2 separate regions of the Anas platyrhynchos genome follow, and region 2 is linked to region 1. Evidence: chromatin contacts called from public Hi-C data. All regions are on one chromosome and are shown on one strand. The core of a region is the stretch at or near the end of the contact, and the rest is flanking DNA. Distances in the headings are between cores, read along the strand shown.

What was found. A called contact is a pair of places that touch in the nucleus more often than the background predicts.
Region 2: a Hi-C map of F5 follicle shows a contact between it and region 1, with 3 times the contacts expected there. The contact joins the promoter of ALG12 here to the enhancer-like site in region 1. A contact is called at or near these places in 4 of 8 Hi-C or Micro-C datasets (F5 follicle, liver, small yellow follicle and 1 more).

What each region holds. Positions count from the first base shown.
Region 1 is chr1:19,542,368-19,549,829 of IASCAAS_PekinDuck_T2T, reverse strand. The region is part of intron 10 of BRD1 (bromodomain containing 1); the gene reads left to right. Among named protein-coding and RNA genes, the nearest start is that of BRD1, 52 kb to the left of the region's middle. Within about 2 kb of position 3,034, at least 4 of the 8 cell types and tissues checked have an H3K27ac peak or open chromatin away from gene starts, as enhancers often do. A contact at or near this core is called in F5 follicle and small yellow follicle, where this site is marked.
Region 2 is chr1:19,643,026-19,650,487 of IASCAAS_PekinDuck_T2T, reverse strand. It overlaps ALG12 (ALG12 alpha-1,6-mannosyltransferase), which reads left to right and starts at 4,229. Exons shown (of 11, transcript XM_072033051.1): 1 at 4,229-4,367; 2 at 4,973-5,089. It overlaps CRELD2 (cysteine rich with EGF like domains 2), which reads right to left and starts at 4,381. Exons shown (of 10, transcript XM_027458555.3): 1 at 3,905-4,381; 2 at 2,694-2,776; 3 at 1,706-1,816. The coding sequence starts at 4,366.

The sequences.
Region 1 (7,462 bases), core at 1,785-4,284:
GCTAAAGTATACAATTTTAGAAACTTTTCTTGGGTCTTAAACCTGTAAATCTCTTTAAAGCACTATCTTTTGAATGACAAAAAAGACAATTATTAGCATCTAACTTAAGAGTTGCTGTGTTTTCTAAGATCAATATAACTGAATCTTCTGTTATAATAATAATAAAAAAATATTTCTAGATGCCCTTCTGTTTTTCTTGATGCTGTAGGAATTGTGGAGGCTTTTGCTATATTTTGTCATTTCATATTTTTTGGACTGCTTAGCTCATTCTTGGCCCAGGTTTGACTTTCTAAAAAATAAAATGTCATAGTACCCTCTGTGCTTCATCTGTGGCATTTAACACTAACTCATTTTTCTTTGTGATACAGATGGTGGGATGAGAACTGGGGTTTATTGAAGGTAATTAAAAAAAAAAAAAAGTTTGGAGATCCATATTATGCTTATGAATTAAGAACACGCTTCCCTGGGTGGTGGGGCTCTGTAGTAACCTACCTTAAAATTCACGCTTTGGTGTTACAGAATCCCTTGTATCAGGAATGTACAGTACCAGAGTTTATCAAATCACCAGTATACAGATCACCATTATTTTTGACCTCTTTAGAACATAATTTGCCTACAGGTCTGACTTAAGAGATGGATGATCATAAAAATGAATATGACTCCAGTGGTAACTTCAGGCAATGAATATAGAAGTAAAAAATACAGGTGTCTTGTTGTAATACGAGTGGAGAGAGGGTGAGACAGTCCCCACAAGATGAAACACACTCTTAGAGGGTGGTTTGTTAGTTTTTTCCCCAGGTGAGAAAAGATTATATGGTTACAAGCATAAAGAGATCTTCTGCATAAAGAAGAGTTGCAGAACATGGTGGTGTGTACGCTCTCACTGTGTCATACACGCTGAGTCTGTCCATACTGAGATGTAATTCTTATGTCTGGATCACTCCTTATATCAGTTAGTTACACGTTACTTTTCATTCTTCTCCTGTACAATGGTTCTTATTCACCTGAAGTACAAAATGTGACATAGTAAATTGTAAACCCATAAGTGATAAATTGTTAATCCTTCATTTATTGTATTTTTCTAGCTCTTTCTGCTCTGATAGAGCAAAATTCAGGAATGTCAGAGTTTTGTCAGCCTTCAATCATTCCCTTGATTGCACAGTCTTTCTGTGCCTGTAATCTGTCAGATTGTAAAGATCCCCCATAATGATTTGGAAGAGGGAGGGGATCCTGCCATTGTAGAGTGCTGGACTTGCATTCTCTGCAAAAATAGAGGTTCAAAATGTTTTTACAAAGTCAGAAGGAAGATAAACAATGAAAGTTTCTGCTGAGGCAATACTGTAAACAAAATTGAAAACTGGAAGTAAAAGGAAATTCATGTCCTGAAGGCTCCTTTCCATGAAGGAAAATTGGTTTAGAAAATCATCTGCAGCAGTTACACAATACACTGTCAAAGAAGAACCTCCTCTGATTTATCGAAAATGCCTGGGAAGTGTTTCACTTCGCCCTTTCAAGTCAGACCTCAGGCAAGATTTCCTTTTTGACTGGAAATGCCAGATAAGGAGTAGGGATCCATTCAGCCAAGTAGGATTGAAGTAGTTACAGCAGAGATGACACTTGAATTGTGGTGCTGTGTATTATTGTATGTGTATGCTTATGCATGCTTGTTAGATAGAAATGCCTAGACAATCTTTTCCACAGATACAGTGATTGGGAACTGGCACTTTGATGCTCTGTGCTATAGGAAAATACAGTGTTGGTCTTTTAAAACTAAAATTTCTTATTTTTCCTGTAATGCTCATAATCTTCCACATAATCATAGTGTTGACAAAATGCCATTGGTATCTTCAAAGTAGCAGCAATTATCTCCAGTAGATTTAGGAAAAGACAATTAAGTTAATCCTGTAAATCTGGGGATATATGCAGAAGATCCTTAACTATGTACTCTTCTTGGTTTATTAGTTCACTGTCTTCCTACATGAAACTACTCTTCAGTTTATTCTTTGAAGTTCTTGTAGCTAGATCACAAGATCACAATAGGAGCTGTTGTAATGGATTCCACTAATACTTCAGGGAAAAAATAGTAAAAACAGTGATACGTCAAACATGACACTATATCACAAAGACTTGCTTGTTTTGTGTTTTTTGTTTTTTTCTAGTAATTGCTCAAGATTATAAAACATCTACAGTCTTTTTCAGCGTTAGGTTGACCTATGTGTCAGTCACCATAAGGAGATGGGAATTATAACCTAACCATTTTGTCTTGCAGAACTTGATCAATGTGGCAGTATTAAGTAGCTGTGTAACATTACACATTTTTATATAACTGCTTTTCAGCTGTTCGTTTGACAAGGACGCCCCCTAAGATGGTAAAACTCATAAGTTTGTTGCAGCAGGCAGGCAACATTATGCACTTTAAATATGAATGCTGATTGAAGACTCATTGAACACCAGACGTTGACAGAAAAATCCAATAAACTGAGAAATTGAGGTAGACTACTTGAACAATAACCTTCTGCAAAGAGAATACAATCAGTTGTGGGGGTTTGACTTTCTGTGCACCCAGCCGCTCACTCACTCCCACTCCTTAAAAGAATAGGAGGAGAAAATAACATGAGGAAAAACAAATTTAAAAAACAAACAAACAAACAAAAAAAACAACTTGTTGGTTGAGATAAATGAAGTTTAATAAGAGGAAAGCAAAGGCCATATGCAGAAGCAGAATAATAATAATAATAATAATAGTAAATTATTCTCTACTTCCTATCAGCAGGCTTCAGGGGAAGCAGGGCCTCGGTACACATAGCAGTTGCTTCAAAAGACAAACTCATTCATAATAAACGTTCCCACCTCCTCCTTCGTTCTCCTAGCTTTTATTGCTGTGTGTGGCATCATATGGTACGGAGTATCCCTTTAGGGGGGATAGTTGGGGTCAGATTGTCCCAGCAGTGTTCCCTCCCCACCTCTTCCCCACCCCAAGCCTGCTGGCCTTGAAAGCCAGCCTTGATGCTGTGCCAGCACTGCTCAGCAATAGCCAAAACATTGGTGCATTTTAAACACTCTTGTGCACAAAGCACAACACTATACAGGCTACTGCTGGGAAGCATAAGTATATCCTGGACATTTTTACTACACATAAAATACGATTTCAATTCCAGTAATATATAATGTATATGCAGTCTTGTAATTGCAAGAATACAGAACAAGAGAGCAAGAAAAGTGTTGGTGGTGACCAATGTACTTCTTGCAAAAAAATCAGTATAAGTGCTTATCAGAGAAACAAGAAGATACTGGGAAGAAACAGAATATTGTTCTTGAATCTTGTTCTTTGCTTTTTCATCGATTTTTCTGGGTATTATTTGTAAGGCTTTGCAAATAGAAATGGTATCAAGTGGCACATATGCTTGAGAATCCTAGATAGTCCTGGAGATAGGTAGATAGGTATTTTGTTGTTTCTTTTTTTTTTCCTTTTTTTTTTTTTTTAGGGTATTTTTAATTGATAACTCTCTTCTGTGTTTCCCATTGAAGTAACCAGTGTCCTTCAGCGCTAGTTCCTTCAGCATCCATAGAGGAAACTAGTTTCTGCTCACTGTACTGGAATGAGGCAGAAATTAAGAACCAATTTCTCTAAACAGGAAATGCGTGGTAAATGGCATGCTTTCTTTTTTCTTTTTTTCTTAATAGAGTAGGATTGTTGGACATGCTTATGCTCTGTTTCTTTTCCTTTTGATACCATTCCTAGCAATTGTGTTCCCACAGTTAAAGGGAAATATTTACTTTAAAAGAAGGAAGGAAAAAAATGTGTTGGTAAACGCTGTGTATAAAATCCTTAAGATAATAACGTAAGAAAAATAACTTATTAGGAAATGACATAGTCTGCCTCTGTAGGTACTTCTGGGCAGTTTGTAGTAAGATCAACTGACAGGCAGTGTTCGTGCTCTTTTCGTGATACAAGTTGAGAACAAAGTTTTTAACAATGCCCCTTCAGTTCTCCTTTTTTTGTGATTTATCTCAAAATTTGTTAGATGTAAACATAGAAAACTGAAGTCTTTGAAGAAGTCTTCAAAAGTAGTCTTGGCCAAGATAATTAGAAGTAAATGTTCCTAAATATTAATGATTTTCTATGGTCATTGTATTTCTTGTATCCTGAATGACATATGATAGATCTATGTGTCATTCAGGCTCTCGAGCCTTGTATTTTGCAACCATCTGTGAGTGTTTTACACATCATAAATTGTATCAACTAGAGCTGACTAAATAATCTAAATTTTTGGTGAATTTTAAATTCTTTAGGCTTGTACTTATGCTTTTTGTGGCTTTTAGTAATACTACTACTGCTGTCATCAGTCTTTTCTATACCACCAGAACAGCTGATGCTCTCTAGAAGTTTTAAAACAATTTTTATGATTTGTTTCTGCTTATATTCCCTGTTTTTCTTTTTTTTTCTTCTTTTCTGGAATGTTTTCAAACTCTCCCGTTAGTGTTCCCTCTCAGTTGTGTATTTTAAATTGTCTTGAACAATCATCCTACAGTACAATGATCCCATTGTTTCGGTGAGAAGAGCAACAGATAATCCTTGTCTTTTGAAAGTTGCAGTTATTAAATATTGATCACTTTTCCTTCCTATTGTGCAGTTCGTGTTCAGCTGTTTTAGCAGACAGAGAGACTTCTTACTCTCAGTTTTCAAAGCAAATTAGTAGATACAGGATGAATTCTTAAGCATTCTTTTGAAACATATCAAAATGACTCTTCTGTGAGCCCCTAAGCGGTATTCATTACATGTTACCTGAACCAACAGAAGTGGAATTTTCTGTTTAGGGTCTTGAAAGCTGTTGTTATTCGGTATGTAGGTGCCATTTCAAGGGCTCACACTGAGCTTTCTTTGCTTTCTTAGAACAATTGTCAAACCAAATTTTAAGCAACTTCATGTTTAAAAACTTAATTTCCAGGGGGACTCCTAACCCCCAAATTTGACAACTTCATGTTAAGAATAACTGGCTCCTATTTTGTCTGTGTACTGTTAGGACTGAGTTAAGGAATGTAAACTCTGACATGCTCAAATATTCGTCTGTATATTCAGAAAAGAATAATTGTTTCTATTACTCTCACTACGCTGCAGAGTTTCCTGTTGGAAAAAGGCATTTATAGATCTACGGTAAAATTCAGTTTTTAAAAACTTTGTGGATGCCTTCCTCTTGCTATAATACGCACATTTATGTGTTTAAGAATACAATAGCTTCTGATTATTTATTAACTTAAAGTGTTCCTCTATCCTCTCTGTGCATACTTATATACATAAATCCTCTTAAGATAGGGTCATCCTCTTTCTACTTCTTATTGGAGGGATTTTTCGATGCATTTCAAAACCATGTTCTTGATGTGTATCATGCACTTGGAGATTTTATTCTGTGCTTTTAGTGACTTACATATATTTTCTCTTTCAACAAAGAGGACTGAATCAAAGTAAAACCTTTAATCTAGTTTTCCCCTTTTTAAACTTAAGCTGAGAATCAGTATTAGAATACGTGGAGCACTTGTACCATTTTCACTGTCTCTGACACTGACGTAGGGATGGCTTATTTATTTAAAAGCTCTGTTTCCTTTCAGAGAGACTTAATGGCTTTTTCACTGTCTTCCAGGTTCTCATATTAACTAATATCATGCTGGGTATTTATCTCTTTGGATCCTAATTATTTTCTGTTATCCTCAACATGGAATGGAATCCAATTAAATGATCATTTTGGAGCGCAGAAAGACAATTACATTTGAAGTAATTATTTTGGATCATGTTGGAGACACCAGCCATCCTTAAAACAAACAAACAAAAAAAAGAACACTGTTGGAGGAAGTCTTTGACATATATGAAACTATGCTCTTCATTCAATATATTGCCCCATTTCCGTAAGTTATAAAGTTGTACATGTTGTAGTATATGTGACTCAAATTGGTCGCAGATTTTTACTAGTCCCAGTGTTTTATTCCCCAAACGTGCTTTGTGAGAGCAGGTTAGTTCAGAACACTCCATCTTCCCTGCCCAAACACCCAGTCTGATCTTCTTTGGAGAACTAAAGCATACAAAAGAGTGCTCTATTTTGTGCATTTATATAATTTTAATAAAATACATTTTTTTCTTTATATATATATATATATATATATATATATACACACGCACATAAAGATATATATATATATATATTTACTGAAGGCTAACGTTACTCGTGCTGGGTAAGTGCACAAGTCAGGACTTGATTAGTCCTTGCTTAGTAAAAATCAACCAAAATAGTGTTATATAAGTGCTGGTGACTGTGTAAGGCATTTTTTGAATGTTCCCACTTTGTTGGAGTGGTTGAAATTATTTAACTGTTATTTTCATTTCTCAGCTCTTCAGCTGTGGTTTTAATATAGCACGTCATCTTATGTTTTGATATGCTTGTCTTTGCAGCAGGCTATGCATAATACATTTTTAATTGCTTTAGAATAATTTTATACAAGTTCTGCTTCTTTATTTTTGTTTCAGCAGAACTGCAAAATCAGATTGCAGTCTAAAATGCACAGCTCTGTGTTATGTGGTAGCATTTTGTATGTTCATGGAGTATGCTGCTCCTTGGACTATCCCGGGTTTTGTTCCTCTTTCATTTTTCCAAACGTATGCTGCCTCTCTGCAGTTATCTTTTCCTCCTTCTGTTTATGTGTTATCGACAAGAAGATCCTAACTTGCTTGACATAGACAGTCAGCCCAAGTTTTGACTGCACTTTAAGGACAAACTGCTTCTGTTAAGAAGCTGAAACTTTCCATGATAAACATAATTTTCAGGGAGGAGAGAAACCTTTGAACAACTATTAAGCTGATCTTCTTTGACTTCTTATTTTCTTTTTAAACTGCAGTTAAGATTGACAGTAAACTTCATTATTTGTGATTTTTTTTCCTTTTCTAGAAAAAAAAAAAAGTTCTGCCTTTGAGTGCTTTTTTGAAGAAACTTAAAAATAGAGGAGAAACGAAAAAGAAATCATCCAGTAATTAAAGGTCTTAGTTTGATTTTGGGGATTTTTATTTGTTTGTTTTCACGAAAATCTCAAGTTTTAGTGAAGGGTGTGTGTGTAAGTAGTTTAGTACCTGACCTAATGAAGTTCTAGTTTGTGTTAGCTCATTTAATCTAACCTAGTTGTGAGCTCTTGGAAAATTTGAGTGGCTCATGCCAGTTTGTTGCAAACTTACCCAGGCTACTAACATGGAAAAGCAGGATGAGTTACGTCTCTAACAGATTTTCTTTATTTGACCTTCTTAGTAATATCTTTTGAGCCAAAAAAAATTAAATTCCTCAAAAGAATTGGGAATCTTCTCTAATCTCACTTCTTCCAGTAGACGGAGGAGATTGGGTATTTCTTGGTTCTTGAGAGAAGGAGTTTTATAATGATCTCAAAAACACATTTCCAGTTATATCATTTAAATGTAGTATATTTG
Region 2 (7,462 bases), core at 2,980-5,479, 99 kb before region 1:
TCACCTTGACCCCCCTCCTTTTTTTTTTTTTTTTTTTTTAAGCACCTTACCTTAAGGGAAAATTCGTAAATAGTTTAAACAGTCATATTTATATATTCCTCTTAAAGATAACAGTTGTGTGCTTACCTCAACTACATGGAAGAGAACCCAGGACAGATATTAACATTTGTTCAACTTATAGCCAACCTGACTTCATGGTAAGGTGCACATTAAAATTCGTCTTCCTATTTTTACTTTTTTTAGCACGAATCAAGTAATATTTCAGAAAGATTTTTTATATTAAGATATTATAGTTATGTGATACTCTAGCACTAGAGTATACACCTGATTAATAATAAAATCACTAAGTATTATTTTGCAAGCAAGCACAAGGACTGCTGCAGTTTCAAATGACAAACAAAAGATCTCGGTATCACACAGACACTAAATTCCAGAAACTTAACAAAGGAAAGCCATAAGGAAGGTTTAGAAATTATGAAGTCTGAAAGAAGTTATGTCTTCAGCAACTCCTGTGGCATGTACACCTTCTCCTTCTAAACTATTAGAGCTGATTGTATTCACTCCAAGGCCCAGACCCTGAAAAGTAAACCTACTGAGACCTTGTTAAAAAAGATTTAAGGTATCCATAGCCAAAGAAACTGTCTTTGGAAACTCACAATCTGAATGACATTTTTAGATTAAAGGACAGAAGGCAAAATTGATCAACTGCACTCAACAGATCTCTTAAATAAGGAAGCTTTCCAAAAAACAATGTTTTTTTTTGTTTGTTTTTTTGGTGTTTTTTTTTAGATTTTAGGAAGTCTACTTGGTCAAATTCTCTATTTAAGATCAGTTTCTTTCAGTCCTGCAAATTTTAGAGCATTCTCTGAAGCAGTCTTGTTTGATCTAGCTTGCTTAACTCCCCTTTCCTTAGTTTGACTGTTAAATGTATACTCAGTACCGCACAGCAAGGTAGAAGTATGAAGCAATAAAGCAAACATTAAAAAAAATGGATTATCAAAAATCCTTATCCAGTGATGAAGTAATTCATGATAGTTCACCCTATTGAATTACACCTGACTGGAGGTTGTCCACCTCTGCAGGGGACACAGAAAAAGTAGATGAGCTACTCTCTACATGAATTTCCAGCTCCTTCATCCACATTGTATGATCCCCAACACAAACCACTCAGTATCACTACCTGATAGTCACGTATTCCAATACCAAAAGCATTCCTATACCATGAAAACAATACAGGGACTGGAAAAATCTTGATCTAGTACCTTATCAACTCAAGGTAATAAAAAGAACACCCACTTAATGATTTTGTTATCTCTGAATAAGAGAATGAGTATTACTCACTTTGAGTAAACAAAATATCCTATCAAGCTTTCTTTTTCATCCAAAATGTGTATAGATGTTCTCTTAACTTTCTGCTGTTGTATAGCTGAACACTACTTTCATTCAGAAGTGGCTGCAATTAGCAGCACTGAATTAAATTTGGAATGCACAGCTCCGAGTTGCCTCGTGATGACTCTTGGAACCTCCACAGCTACCTGTACTCTGCAATTGACAGGAGAATAAAGTGGACTTATAATTATACACTTTCCATCTCTGTGCTACAACGAATATATTCCTATTGACCAGGTACCAAATATACCGTTAATATTTCATCCTCTTTGATGTTTATCAGCACAGAGATCTACACAGAAAAATTGATACTTACAGTTTGAACCACCATTTCTCTATATGTTCCTCATGCTCCTCTACCATGTTGTTACATTCAAAGTTACTGCTGTCACAGAGATTCTCTATGATCTCTACAAGACGAATTTCACTACAAGCAGAGAAGAAAAGTCATGATTTTAATTTTAAAATATTACTTGGCACCACACAAAACATGTTACAGAAGCTAGACTTCAGCCTAAGATACTTTATCGGTTTAGAGTGTGTTCTGAACTAGTTCCAAGACAAAGCAAATATAGTAAAGTTCATTAGTTCTTTATTCTGGTAACTAAGAAGATTAGGACAACCACAAGAAAAGCTTCAGCTTGCTTGCACTTATGCTTGCAAACTGTACGTTGATAAGAGTTTTCTAACAAGCTCAACAGTAAAATTTAGGTATTGCTAATATACGATAAAAGCCCATGTAGCTGGACAGTAACTGAGGTTCAGAAATCCCACCCTTGTTTTTCAGTATTCCAATTAAGAATAAAAACTGAATTTGAGATACTGCTCAGTCATCAAACATAAATGAAAAGGAGTACAGTAATCTTAGCCTGAACAGTTTCCTATTCAGTGCTAAAATACTGAATACGGAGCTGTTACTGCTTTAATTCTAAACCAAGTACTGCAGTACACTAAGATATGTACATCCCTTTTAAGACAAACAATTAACTATGGACCATTATTTAAAACTGTCACTTTAGGACTCCACTGGGTAAATAAAAAATACCATGACCAACAATGGTATTCACTTTTGTTGTTTTCAGAAGCAATACAAATCAAAGTGTTAACAAGGGATGTCAATCTTCATTTTAAACTGCAGATACAATGTAATCTGCTACATTTTAGTCAAAATGAATTCAGAATTTGGACATATGAAACATTAGCTGCTACATTCAATATTCAAGTACCAGATGAACACCAGTTCTGCAAAGTTACATGCAGCAGACATGAAACGCTACTGAAGCTGAAGCGCTGAGACAGTTTACCTGGACTCATACTTCGACAACGTCTTCTCTTCCCAGGCAGTATTTCCACCACCAAAGTTCTTCTTTGCAGTATCTGCTAATCCCTGGTAAGCGAAAAGCACCAAAAGAATTTAAGTAATATAGTTTGTTTCTAACAAAAGTGAACAGCAGCATTAAACACTTCTATGTCATTGCAGAAACTTCAGTAAAATTCTGAAGCTGACGATCAAATTGTTCAATAAAAAAAAAAAAAAGCATCTTGCGCTATAACACATAGACATGACTATGGGAGAGTCTTAACTTATTAGGAACTTTATTAAAAAGTCAAATGGGCCCTCTGCTTCATTCCATTTTGATAGTATTTAGCCCAAACTTTGCTATGTTGTAACTTTAATATGTAAAAAGGCAACAATAATTCGGTGTGACCTGCACACCTTCCTGAGTTACAGCCAGTACTCCTCTAAATATGCCTTGTAAAAAAAAAAAAACAGAAGTTCAAGCATACAACAGCGAACACAAGCACAAAAAGTATTAAGTATCTGTCCCAAGCTACAGAGGTCCCTTGCTGCCTCTGCCACAATGCAAGATTGTTGCAGGTGACAACATGCAGAGAATTGTAGAACCATTAGAGTTGGAAAAGGCCTCCAAGACCATCTGGTCTAACCATCCCCCAAGCACCACTACTGCCCACTAAACCATGTAACTAAGCACCATGTCTAACCTTTTCTTAAACACCTCCAAGGACGGTGACTCCAACACCTCCCTGGGCAACCTGTCCCAGTGCCTGACTGCTCTTGCTGAGCAGAAATGGCTCCTCATTTCCAACCTGAACCTCCCCTGGAGCAACTTGAGGCCATTCCCTCTGGCCCTGTCACTATATCCCTGTGAGAAGAGGCCGACCCCCAGCTCCCCACACCTTCCTTTCAGGTACCTGTTGAGAGCAATAAGGTCTGCCCTGAGCCTCCTTTTCTCCAGACCAAACACCCCCAGCTCCCTCAGCCGCTCCTCACAGGACCTGTGCCCCAGGCCCCTCACCAGCTCCGCAGCCCTTCTGTGGCCACACTCCAGGGCCTCGATGTCCTTCTGGCAGCGAGGGGCCCAACTTTTAGGGCACGGTGCCCTCCACCAACACCCTACCCCACACCCCACACCACGAGCCCCTCCCTCCCCATTAAAACACCAAAACCACCCCGCGGCTGGAACCCCACCTCGGCACCACCCCCACCCCGCACCTGGTTGAACCTGTCCACGATGCCCCGGCAGGTGGAGCACGCCAGGCGGCGCCGCTCACCGGCGGCAGGGAGCGGCGGCAGCAGCACCACCAGGGCCAGCAGCAGCAGCAGCAGGGCCGGGCGCGGCGCGGGGCCGGACCCCATGGCGGGGCCGGGGGGAGCCCGCAGCCGCCTCAGCGCCTCAGCGAGCGCCAAGCGCCTCAGCCCGGCCCGCCCGGCGCGGCTTGGCCCCGCCCCGGCCACCGTAGCAACCGGGGAGGCAGCGGCCCGCGAGCCCCATTCGGATTTCCGCGTCAGCCGCCCGCACGCTCGGCCCGCCGGCGCCCATTGGTGGAGGCAGCGGAGAGGAGGGACGTGGTCCAACCGGCGCCCGCCACGCTGCGGGCCAATCGGAGCCCCCCGCGTGCGCTGGGAGCCGGGGGTGGCGGGGTGGCGCCCAGCGGCTGAGCGCCGCGTCGCCATGGTGGGTGAGGGCAGCCGCGCTCCCCGCGCCGGCTTCAGAGCTGGCCGCCATTTCTCCTCGGCGGCTGCTTCAGAATAGAGGGGATGCGTGTGGGGCTGGGGGGGGGGGGCGGAACGTGCTGTGCCCTCACCTAACATGGCCGCCGGGGGGGCGGGTCACGTGGGCGCGGCGTCCCTCATCCCCGTTCCGGCGGCGCCCGCTGTGAGGCGGCGGCAGCGAGTGAGGGACGGGGCCGGGACACGGGGGGGCGGAGGGGGGAGGGGGGAGGGGAGGCAGCGGCCGGCCCCGCCCTGGGCTCAGAGCGGGCTCCTGCAAGCGGGTCCCTGAGGTGGGCCGGGGTGGGGGGGCGGCCCCCGAGGCGTTCCCCGGCTGTGCGGGGCGCGGCGGGGGGAGGTGAAGGCGCGGAGAGAGGCCTGGGGGCGCGGGGGCTGCGGTCTCAGCTTCGCGATTAGCGCTGGGGGCGCACGGACCGGCTGCAGGCGTCCGCTGTGTGGCTGCTGAGCAAGGCAGAGGGCCTCCAGCACAGAAGGAAGGTGTTAATTGCTAATTAGGGCTGTCACGTGTGGCACGCAGCGCCCTTCGTTAAGGGTTTGCTCTGTTCACAGCTCAGTAGCCGCGACGTCGCTGCACCTCGGTCACTGACGGCTGAAGGAAGGAGGAGAGAGCCGGGCGGCTGCAGGTGGCCCGGCCCCGCACGCTGCTCCCCCCCGGCTGACACAGAGGTAGGCTGGTGCCCGCCGCCGCCGCTAGAGGGGGGCCGCAGGCTGTGTGGATGGCCTCGGTGGTCACCCAGCGGCAGGGCGGGTGGGGGGCGGGGGGGTGGGTTGGTTTTTGCTGGTTGGTTTTGGAATCTGTAGCATTCTGGGTCATCTCCTCAGTCCCAAGAGTTAACATCTTCTGCGTAACTGCGTAGTGCCTTCGTGGCTGGTACTGTCACAGTCTTCGTTTCTTGGCTGAAATTTCTCATCTCCGTTGCTTTTTCTTCCTTTTACTAAGTCCCTAGACTTGTGAGGATACGTATATAAAATAGCAACGGTCATCTTCCTTTTTATAAAAGAAGAAAAAGTGATCCCAGCAACTACAAGGCTTAAATCTGACTTCTTTTGGAGGTCAGCTTTAAAGCAAAGTTGAAACAGCTATGTAAGCATGGCAATAACATAAAAATTATTGATAATACTGTGTACATTCTACACAAGCTAGATCAAGCCAAAAGGGGAGGACCTCATGTTGGGATGCTCTTGGTGGTTCTGCCTGGATGCTCCCAGACAGAGCATGTGAGGGGGTGAAATGCAGTCTCTGCAGATAGGTTCAGCATTCGGGTTGGCCGCCAAGCTCTTAACATAATTATCCCAAAGCGTGCCCAAAACACATAAGTGAGCCAAATATAATGGATTGTTCATGAGAAGATTAAAAAGTCCATTCTTGGAACTAATGACGCTTCCACAGAAAAAGTATTGAAAAAGTCTGCTTGGGGAAAAAATGTTCTAGGCTTTTCTAATGAGGAAAAAAAATGTTGACACTCAATTCCAGGAAGGGGTGAATTCCTCGCATTGAAAATCTCTGCCTTTCAAGATTCAATCTTGAGGCAGACCTTTGGGAGGTGTGGGGGGGGAGGGGGAAGATATAAGTACTGCTGTGTTGTGTAGCTCTGATTAAGATTCTTCGAAAGTTGTCAGAATGTTAATGATGTGAAAATATTTGTATTTGCTTACTATATTCCTCTATCGGTCATTATTTAAAATTCTTTATTAAGTGAAATTATGTTTTTGTGCTTTTAAAAATAAAAGCTGTAAATTGCATGCATTTTGTGTTTATGTAGCAAATTTATTCTAAACATCAAATTCGGCGTCTAGTTGTCTGATAAATTCCACTTGAATCTTAAGCTTTGCCAACATCAGTTTGACAGAGCTGGTTATCTTGAGACTTGACATGATCACTAAATTTGTTAGACTTTATCTCAGAAACCTAGGTGTTGTCTTCATGCTCTTTTTTTTTAATCTTCTAGTGTGTTTCCCTTTAGGGAATTTTAGTATGTATAATGCATACAGTTATCTTGAAAATCTATGAGTATGCTGGCAAGCTTGCTTACTTCAGGCATATGCTAGGACTGGAGTCAACAAGATTCGGGGGGAGTATTGTGATAAACTGTGTTTGGGATATGCAGCTTCACTGCAATTTAGAAGGGGTTATGTGCTGATCAGTTAAAGATAGCAGTAGCAGTCTATACTAGAAACTTTTTTCTTAGGCAGATGATGTAATTAAGAATGAAAACATAAAGCTGTTTGACACCTAGGACCCAAAAATTCTTGTAAAAGAACCCAAAATATCTGAAATGTTGAGCTGAGAATTGTCATTGAGGAAAACCCAACCTGCTGCTGTGCTCCATCTGCTTCATGTGAAAGTCACGTTGTTCAAATGCCTGTTTTGCTGTATAGCCTGAGCTAGACTGATCCTTCAGTGTCCATTTTTCTCTTGGGTGGATTTGGCCAGAAATGTGAGATGTCTCTGTACCTAATGGAAGAATTCAACAAGAGAGCTTTCCAGAGGCAAGAATGTGCGCGAGATGCACTGCACAGAGGCTTAATTCCTACCAAGCACTTCTCTAAGTGCTGCTGGTGGTAGTCCAATATTTCTTTTACTGCTTCTGTGGAACAATGATTCTGCCTTAGCATAACTTAATTTTATCCATCCCTGTATTTTTTTTCCTGTTGTTTATGTTTTAAAATACTAGGCACAGGATAAAAAGATGTTCTTCTTCCTGGGATGTTGTGTTTACTTAAGCTCGTAATATCGCAAATCAATCCAAAAACTATAAGACTTACCACAGAACTCTGTCTTTGTGCCTGGGATTAGAGCTTCATAGCAGTAGGAATTACAAGAAGTAGAAAATTATTACATGATAAATGTAGGAATGCGTGTGTGTATATATAGTATAATATGTAGATACATACAATTTACAGGGATTACATAAATTTCAGGATTAACTGGTGTTAGCTGTGGAAAAAAGGAATGTTTAGGTTGCTTTATCTGTTTATTTTTACTAATGAGCAGGATGTATCAATTGGATGTACCAAAGGTAACTCTAGGAGGCAGTT